3 separate regions of the Sus scrofa genome follow, and regions 1 and 2 are each linked to region 3. The links are chromatin contacts, called in public promoter capture Hi-C maps. All regions are on one chromosome and are shown on one strand. Each heading gives the region's core, a stretch centred on a gene start, on an enhancer-like site or on the middle of the called end of the contact. The rest is flanking DNA. Distances are from core to core; before and after follow the strand shown. Region 1 holds the start of CNBP (cellular nucleic acid-binding protein). Region 2 holds the start of HMCES (embryonic stem cell-specific 5-hydroxymethylcytosine-binding protein). Region 3 holds the start of GP9 (glycoprotein IX platelet).

Evidence for each region. Promoter capture Hi-C pulls out the DNA fragments that hold promoters and counts their contacts.
Region 1: a promoter capture Hi-C map of liver shows a contact between it and region 3, with 5 times the contacts expected there. The contact joins the promoter of CNBP here to the promoter of GP9 in region 3. A contact is called at or near these places in 3 of 5 promoter capture datasets (fetal liver and liver), 22 of 47 Hi-C or Micro-C datasets (alveolar macrophages, blood, embryonic fibroblasts and 11 more) and 2 of 2 datasets of contacts at active chromatin or transcription factors (alveolar macrophages and skeletal muscle).
Region 2: a contact with region 3 is called in a promoter capture Hi-C map of liver, with 5 times the contacts expected there. The contact joins the promoter of HMCES here to the promoter of GP9 in region 3. A contact is called at or near these places in 1 of 5 promoter capture datasets (liver) and 1 of 2 datasets of contacts at active chromatin or transcription factors (alveolar macrophages).

The regions. Positions count from the first base shown.
Region 1 is chr13:71,705,657-71,708,356 of Sscrofa11.1, forward strand. It overlaps CNBP (cellular nucleic acid-binding protein), which reads right to left and starts at 1,371. Exons shown (of 5, transcript XM_021069428.1): 1 at 747-1,371. It overlaps COPG1 (coatomer subunit gamma-1), which reads left to right and starts at 1,441. Exons shown (of 25, transcript XM_021069417.1): 1 at 1,441-1,596; 2 at 2,418-2,470. The coding sequence starts at 1,560.
Region 2 is chr13:71,731,028-71,733,727 of Sscrofa11.1, forward strand. HMCES (embryonic stem cell-specific 5-hydroxymethylcytosine-binding protein) reads left to right here and starts at 1,284. Exons shown (of 6, transcript XM_013980659.2): 1 at 1,284-1,660. The coding sequence starts at 1,478.
Region 3 is chr13:71,559,791-71,562,490 of Sscrofa11.1, forward strand. It overlaps GP9 (glycoprotein IX platelet), which reads left to right and starts at 1,318. Exons shown (of 1, transcript NM_001141989.1): 1 at 1,318-1,839. The coding sequence starts at 1,318. The coding sequence ends at 1,839.

The DNA.
Region 1 (2,700 bases), core at 121-2,620, 150 kb after region 3:
TATACACAGAGCTGGAGTCACAACACACAATTCTCATTGTAAAAATTAGTATTATAAAAATTTTCCTTGGTATGTGATTTTACAGAATTCATATCACACTCTGAAAGGATATTTTAACTCAACACAATTCATCTATATTTCATCTTTTTAACAATCCAAATCTCTGGGGTTCTTTTCTGGTTTTTAATCACGAGCCATGTTTATTTAACCTTAACTATGAACTCTTTTACACCTTGCTTTTCCCTTTTGATGTCTCACTTTATATAAGAAGCTTGGATACTGCCTCACAAGTCATCAGAAATATCCCTTTATAAATGATGTGGATGACAGCATCCGATGGACGTCCTACAATTCCCTTAATCATCCACTTATTGCTGGACATTTAGGGTGTTTCCGATTATCTCGCTGCAAACTGCTGCAGTGGGCAACTTAACTCTTGAGAATTTTCTACGGACAAGGGGTGGGGTTAGAGGTTAAAGATTTTGCTCATCTTTCTGGCTCTTTACAATTTTTGGTGCAAGACTCGCACTTCCCTCGCCGCGCTACCCCGTCACTCCGCTGCGTCCAGCCAGGAGCCTCAGCCTCTGCAATGCCAGACCCAGAGGTTGACCCCTCCCCATCACCTGGGGGCCCCGCCCTAACCGCCCCCACCCCAGGACCTGGACCCCCGCCCGGGCTCATCTAGGTTCCCTCCACACCGCCCCTCCGGCCAGCCGACTTCTGCCCGCCGCCGCGCAAGTCCTGACCTTGGCCCGGGAGTGTCCTCACAGATCCGCGGAGAGTGACCCGGGGCGCCGTGTTTTCCCTTCCAGTCCCTTCCAGTCCCCAGCGCTAGGCGACGCATCCAATAGGTGCTGGCAAAATACTCGAAGATTGAAAGAGCACATTGAAGTTGCTGCGCAGTAGATAAGTAGATCTCAGTTTAGTTAGATCCCTGGAAGTTAACGCGGTACCAAATGGTTCGCACCTGGAGCAGGTGTGAGCGCGGTGCGCAAAGGTGAATTGTAAGAGCCACTTCATGCGTTATTTCAAGCAACAATTTACTGAGCATGTACCGTGCGCCAACATCATCCACGGCAGGGAGTAAAAGAGCAATCAAGGACGAATAGAATATAGTGTCTTGGACGACCATTCGGGCTAGGCAGAAAAATCCGGCCGGGAATGGGGCTGAAAGTGAGGTGAGGCTGGCAGGCCTACCGGAGAAAGTGACAAGACATGTAGCATCTCGGAGGTGGGCCTCCTCTCCTGCCAGAGTGCTAGGGCCTCGCCTCTGGGAGTCCGTTTAAACTCGCGCCACCAGGCGGTGAGGCGTGGACGTCTATAAGCGGAGGAGGCCGTAAGGTCCGGAGTTTTAGCCCCGGCTTCTCCCCAGCAGGGACGGGGTTAACGCCCGACGCGGCGGCGGCACGTGCGCATGCGCAGATCGCGGAGTGCGCCTGCGCATAGCGCCGGGCGACGTGGCCAGCCGGAAGTGGCTGGAGCTGAACTGCTACCGGACTGTCGCTGCCAGCTGCAGGGTCCCTCTGTGAGTGCTGTTTCGCGCTCCCGCCGGCACCACCATGCTGAAGAAATTCGACAAGAAGGACGAGGAATCGGGTGAGGGGGGCCAGGCCCGGGGGAGGCCTGACCGCGCAGACTCCCAGCACCCTCCCCACCGGGCCCCCTTTGGGGCCTCTGTCCTGCCCCGAGGCCCAGGGAGGAACAGCGGCTTCTGTGAGGTCCGTCGCGGGTCAGCAACAGGCCTCGGAGAGCCTGAGCATGCTCCATTGCCTTGCACTCGGAAGCTCCAGCCACGATTCTCTGAGTGACCTTGGACGGGTCACTCGCTTCTCTGGGCCTCAGTTTCCCCTTCTGTCCAAGGAGGGGCCGGGTGGGGAAAACAGTGCTTCTCTGAGGGTTCGCTGGGGCTGCGTTAGTGCTGGCTGCACTGGGACGTGGTCTGAGGAGCCAGGCCCTTTTCAGTGCCCTGTCACTGCAGTAGAGCAAGTGACACACTCAGTGCCCAAGTCGGGAATGTTAGATAGGTCACAGACATAGTGGTGGAGACAGATATCAGTCAAATAATCACTTGTATAACTTACAAGCATAACACCTGCTATGAAGAAATTCTAATCACTGGGAGATGGTGGTCCCACCCGTAGTAGGGACCCGGTTAAGTACCAATTGCATAAATGAAAATATGGCACTATGAGAGGCACAGGAGGACTGTGCAGGGCTGCTGGGTGAAGTGGTTTGCAGTGGCAGGAACCCCCTTGCAGGAGAGTGGCAGGATCTATTGGCAGGTTGTGATTGCCATTCTGAGAAGTTGGTACTTCATTGGATGGACAGTGCGACATCTTTCCCTTGATTGCGACTGGGAGAATTTTGAAATTCAGAGTCGCAACCTGTACTCAGTCCTCTCTGTTCTCTGACAATAGGTGGAGGTTCCAACCCATTCCAGCACCTCGAGAAGAGTGCAGTGCTCCAGGAGGCAAGTGTTATTTGCTCCCCTGTCCCTTCCATCATAAATGTCCACACTCAGAGTGATCAAAATACTAACACATTCAAAGTTCTGGTTTAAAGAACAGTAGGGGAAAAAAACCTGTTCTTGGAAAAACAGGGAAACTTTGTTCCTGGAGAGAGTTCATTATGCTTATCTTTTTTTTGTTGTTTGTCTTCATTTCCCCTTCCAGTTATTTTATAAGTATCTGTTAGTCATTA
Region 2 (2,700 bases), core at 34-2,533, 170 kb after region 3:
AGAGCACAAGTCTCTGGGGGTGTTTTTTTGGCTGCTCCCGCAGCATGCAAAAGTTCCTAAGCCATGGAGTTCCCGTTGTGGCTCAGTGGTTAACGAACCCGACTAGTATTCATGAGGATGCAGGTTCAATCCCCGGCCTCACTCAGTGGGTTAAGGATCCTGCATTGCCGTGGCTGTGGCGTAGGCCGGTAGCTACAGCTTCAATTCAACTCCTAGCCTGGGAACCTCCCTATGCCACAGGTGCAGCCTTAAAGAGACAAAAAAAAAGTTCCCAGGCCAGGGATAGAACCCCACACCACAGCAGTGACAATGCTGGCTCCTTAACCTCTGCACAAGGCAACTCCCAGAAGTCTGTTTATGTCCCAAGGGAGCAGGCTCAGCGGCCAACCCCTGCTGAGCCTTTAAACTCAAGCCAGATGGTTTTGCCAATTTTGTGGCTGAAATACACCTGTAAAGCCTATTTTTTGTTCTTTTTAGGGCCGCACCTGTGGCATATGGAAGTTCCTAGGCTAGGGGTCGAATCACAGCTACAGCTGCCAGCCTATGCCACAGCAACGCAGGATCCGAGCCACAACTTCGCCCTACACCATAGCTCATAGCAGCACTGGATCCTTAACCCACTGAACGAGGCCAGGGGCCTAACCCACATCTTCATGGATCTTAGTCTGGTTCCTTAATTCTGAACCAGGAAGGGAACTAACCCTCCCTCCCCCTTTTTTAACTCTAGGCCTCAGCTTTGGGTGTAGGGGGAGAGATGAGGGCCCTGGAAATTGCTCTGGTGCTCAAGGGGTTTGAGAGTGACTTGTGTGATTGATGCAAGTTTTCTGATGGTTTTTCAATTTTTGCCCAAACTATGAAGCAGTTAGTAGGACTGTGAAGTAAGGGAAACGTTTTCTGACTTCACCCCTACAGAGAAGGGCCCTTCAGACCCTAGGGTCCCCTCTAGGTGTCCTGGGGACTCTTCCAGGCCACAATCCCCAGGTTCGCTCTGGAAAGGGAGTTAACTCCGAAGGGGAACGGCCCACACGGAGGACGTGGAGCCCCGAAAACCCTGGGATCGAGGAGTCCTCAAAGGCAATCAGAGGGTCCTCCTCGAGCGCTTTCCGAAGAGCCAGGTTGGGGAGCCCTGTCTCTGGTCAGGGTGGAGGAGGGGAAAAAGTGCCCGAGTGAAGCTGGCCTCGCGGGGCCGGCCTGCTGGGGGCGGGGCTTAGCGCGGAGAGAGGCGCGGGCGCCGAGCCTGAGGTGAGGCGGGTTGAATACTGCCGAGGCGGGACCCGAGGCGCGGCTAAGGCGGGACCGGCGGGCGGAAGAGGTGGGGGTGAGGCGGGACTAGCGGGAGGCGGGAGGCCCCGGGAGCTAGGGGAGGGGAGGGGCGGGCGGAGGCCCAGGCCAAGAGCTGGCGTCGAGCGGCTGGAACCGTCCCCTAGTGCAGGAACCTGCGGTGTGAGGTGCGGCGGTGTGAGCGGCGGCACAGAGCATGTGCGGGCGGACGTCCTGCCACCTGCCCTTGGAGGCCCTCACCCGGGCCTGCGCCTACCGGGACCGGCAGGGCCGCCAGCAGCTCCCGGAATGGAGGGACCCTGACCGGTACTACCCCTCGTACAACAAGAGCCCGCGGTCCAGCACGCCGGTGCTCCTGTCGCGGCGGCACCTGGAGAAGGTGAGCGCTCCCCCCGCGCCGGCTTCTGGCTCCGCGGCCCCCCTCCTGCACGCCGACTTTATGTGCGCCTGTGTCCAAAGACACTTTTTAAGACAGCGTCCTTCAGACCTCACTGGTCATCAGGATCATTTCAGTATCTGTTTTCAAAAAAAGGAAAGTAAAAAGGGATTTCCTCGCCTCTTATCGTCCAGCTAAACCAGAATCTTAATCGCGCGATTAAGACTAGCGAATCTCAAAAAAAAAAAAAACAAAACAAAAAGACTAGCGAATCTCAAAGACCTTTTTGTTTTTTGTTGTTGTTGTTGTGTTTTTGCCATTTCTTGGGCCGCTCCCGGGGCATATGGAGGTTCCCAGGCTAGGGGTCCAGCCTACGCCAGAGCCACAGCAGCGCGGGATGCGAGCTGCGTCTGCAACCTACACCACAGCTCACGGCAACGCCGGATCCTTAACCCACTGAGCAAGGCCAGGGATCGAAGCTGCAACCTCATGGTTCCTAGTCGGATTCGTTAACCACAGAGCCACAACGGGAACTCCTGTTTTGATGTTTCTTGAACCGTGAAGTTTGTATGCCTTCTGCTTGCGTTTTCAATCTTTTTATGTTTGTCTTTTACTGGGGCTACAGTCTGAGGTGTTTGGTTTGGTAATCTGAAGTTTGGTTGCATTCATTGTTTTTATAGTGTCTATCCCCATAGCGTTGGAATGGTCAATAATTTATAATCATGTTTTGGTTCTTACCTCCTGAAAAAGAGTGTGTGTTTGTATGTATACATGCATATACACATGCAGTGTAATAAAAACGTTTATTAATAGTTTCTCCTTGTCTTAAATATTTTAAATATGTTGATATGTTTTTTAAAAAACATGTTTGATTTTTTTCCATCCTGGATTTTTATTTGGCCCATAATGCTTAGATCACTCTGTAAAGTTGATTATACCCCTGTCACATATACTTCAGAACTGTGGTGATAATACGGTCATCAAAAGAGAGATTTTATGTTATAGGATCAAGTTATTTTGAAATAAACCACCAGATTTTTTTG
Region 3 (2,700 bases), core at 68-2,567:
CCACCTCCTGGGACAGGGTTTTCCCACACATCCTGTAGTGAGACTCATGGAGGCAATGGGGTACAGTGGGATGTACAGTGGGACCCCCGCCTCCGTAAATGGGGGCTGACCTGTGGTTCTGTGCACAAGGCCCCAGGACGCCTCAGGACCAGCTCCTGGAGATAGGCCCTCCGGGGCTGCATGCTGGATAAGCCAGGCTATTTTCATCATTTCCTTCCTCCCACTCAGGCAGGAGCCACCATCTGCTGCACCACATAGAGCAGCCACTGCACCCTCAGCCAGAATAGTTCAGGACACAGAAAGGGGTGCCCAACAGCAGGCCTGCCAGGTAAGTGGCCCTCATCTCCCAGCACCACCTCCTACATGGTAGGGCCTCCCAGGGGTGGGAGGCGGGGAGCAGATCCAGGTCCTGCAGGAAGGAAGCCAGCAGGCAAGTCCAGCCTCTGTCCCTCCTTCATTCCCCTAGAGAGGATGGGAGTGGGGGGTATTTGCTCTGTGACGAGATTGATTAGTTTATTCAACCAACTCATTGGAAGCCTGCCCCGAGCCAGGCCCTGGAGGGGGAGTTTGTCTGCAGCAGGGGAAACAGCCCCCACTGAGTCCCAGAGGAAAGGCAGTGAACCTGGCAGAGCCAGGCTCTTGAGATTGAGTGCTTGGTCTCTGGGCAGCCATGCACAAGTCACTCTCCCTCTCTGGGCCTCAGATTTCCAACTTAAGGGAGAGCCTTGCTTTCCAGGTGGAGCCTCTTCTGGGTACCCATCCCTATGTCCTTTCCACATCCTCACCCAGCGACTGTCTACACCAGGGACCATGTGAACTCTCTGCCCTGGCCAAGCTGTGTGGTCTGTGGCATGAACACCATCTGCCAGACCCTGACTTAGGCGCTGGGGGTGGGGACTGGGCACAGTCTGGGAGACCCTCTTCAGACCCTTCCCAGGCTCTGGGGGCAGAGGCTAGGGCCAGGGCTCTGATCATTTAGCAGGCATCTGCTCCCCCCAACCCTGAGCAGGGGTTGGGGTCTCTGCTAGGGGACAGCAGGGCCCTCCCCTGTCCCAAGAAGGGACTAAGCCCCACCCCCTGCCCCCAACACAGCTGAGCGTCCTGCCTTCTGAGCTTCCGGGGAGGATCAGCTGGCCTGGGTCGTCGTGCTTCACTTCCCTGTCCCCACCGCCCACCTCCCGGAGGAGAAGCCGAGGCCTGAGAGGGAGGTGAGTGGTCCTTTGTCCGGTCGGGTCCCACGGATCCTCAGGATAGGGTGCAGGCCCCAGTACTACCACCCCATCTCACTACCAGTTGTCCCCGCAGCCCACCTGCCCGATGCCGGCGTGGGCGGCTCTGTTGCTGCTCTGGACGGCCGTTCAGGCGGCCGAGGACTGCCCGGCCGCCTGTAGCTGCCGCACCCTGGGCACCATGGGGCTGGAGGTGGACTGCCAGAGCCGGGGACTCGCGGCCCTGCCCGCCCTGCCGGCCCACACGCGCCACCTCCTGCTGGCCAACAACAGCCTGCGCTCCGTGCCGCCCGGCGCCTTCGACCACATGCTCCAGCTGCAGACCCTCCAACTGGCGAACAACCCCTGGCACTGCGACTGCGGCCTCACGTACTTGCGCCTCTGGCTGCAGGACCGCGCCCCGGGGGAGCTGCCGCGCGTGCGCTGTGCGAGCCCCGGCCACGCCTCCGGCCGCGCGCTCAGCCAGCTCAGCGGCTCAGAGCTGGGAGCCTGCGGCTGGAGTCTCCGGGCGTCCTGGGCGTCCCCGGGTGGGCCGTGGTTGGACGTGGCGCTGGCCGTCGTGGCCGCGCTGGGCCTGGCTCTGCTGGCGGGCCTGCTGTGCACCGTCTAGGCCCTGGGCGGTGCTACCGCCCCCGGAGCCCAAAATAAACCGGCAGCTCAGAGATGGGTTTCCCATTAGTACCGGAGCCTGGCTCCTTCTGGAAACCAGCGTCCCTCAGTTGGGGCTTCTCTGTTGTGCACCCGCTCCAAGTTCCTAGTGCCATGATTTGTCCCACCTCCACGCCCCTCTCCAGGCACCTGCAGTTCCACAATCTCTCGACACCCCTAGCCCTTCCCCTGCGCCTGCGGGTCCTGGGAGACTGGGTCCTGGGATACCCTCTCAAAGGGACAGCATCTGCTTCCTACATGGCCTCTCGCAGCCCAGACCAACCTCCCGTCAACATCCAGCCCCTCTCCAAGCTCCAGGAAACCTTGTCTTCAGACACAGCAGTGAGCAGAGAGGACGCATGGACCCCAAGTGGAAGGCGAGGGGCTATACCTGTCTCTGTGACAGACAGGCCTTGGAAGGCACATCACTGTTTCCCAAATGGCCTTTGACTCTCTGTTCTGTCCATGAGGGCACCCCATCTTTTGTCATCTTCTGCTCTCTCTCTCTCTCCTTTTCCTCCTCTGCACTCTTCCCCAGAAACAAAACAACAAATTCCTCCCTTTCCTGTGGAAGCAGCCCCCCGTCTTCGTGCTAGGGTCAGACACCCTCAAGGTCTGAGCTCTCCCCTACCCCCAAAAAAAGTCACCCAAATCTCCAAACAAGAGAGAAGAATCTGGTGCCAGCAGTTCAGTAATACTTTTCTCCACCATATCAGATAACAACCAAATCAATTATACCAAGGTCCCCCTCTCAAGGAGGGCCAAGTGACAGACCTGTGGGTCAGAGGGTGACACAGGAAGGCCAAAGGGACACAGAGCAGCA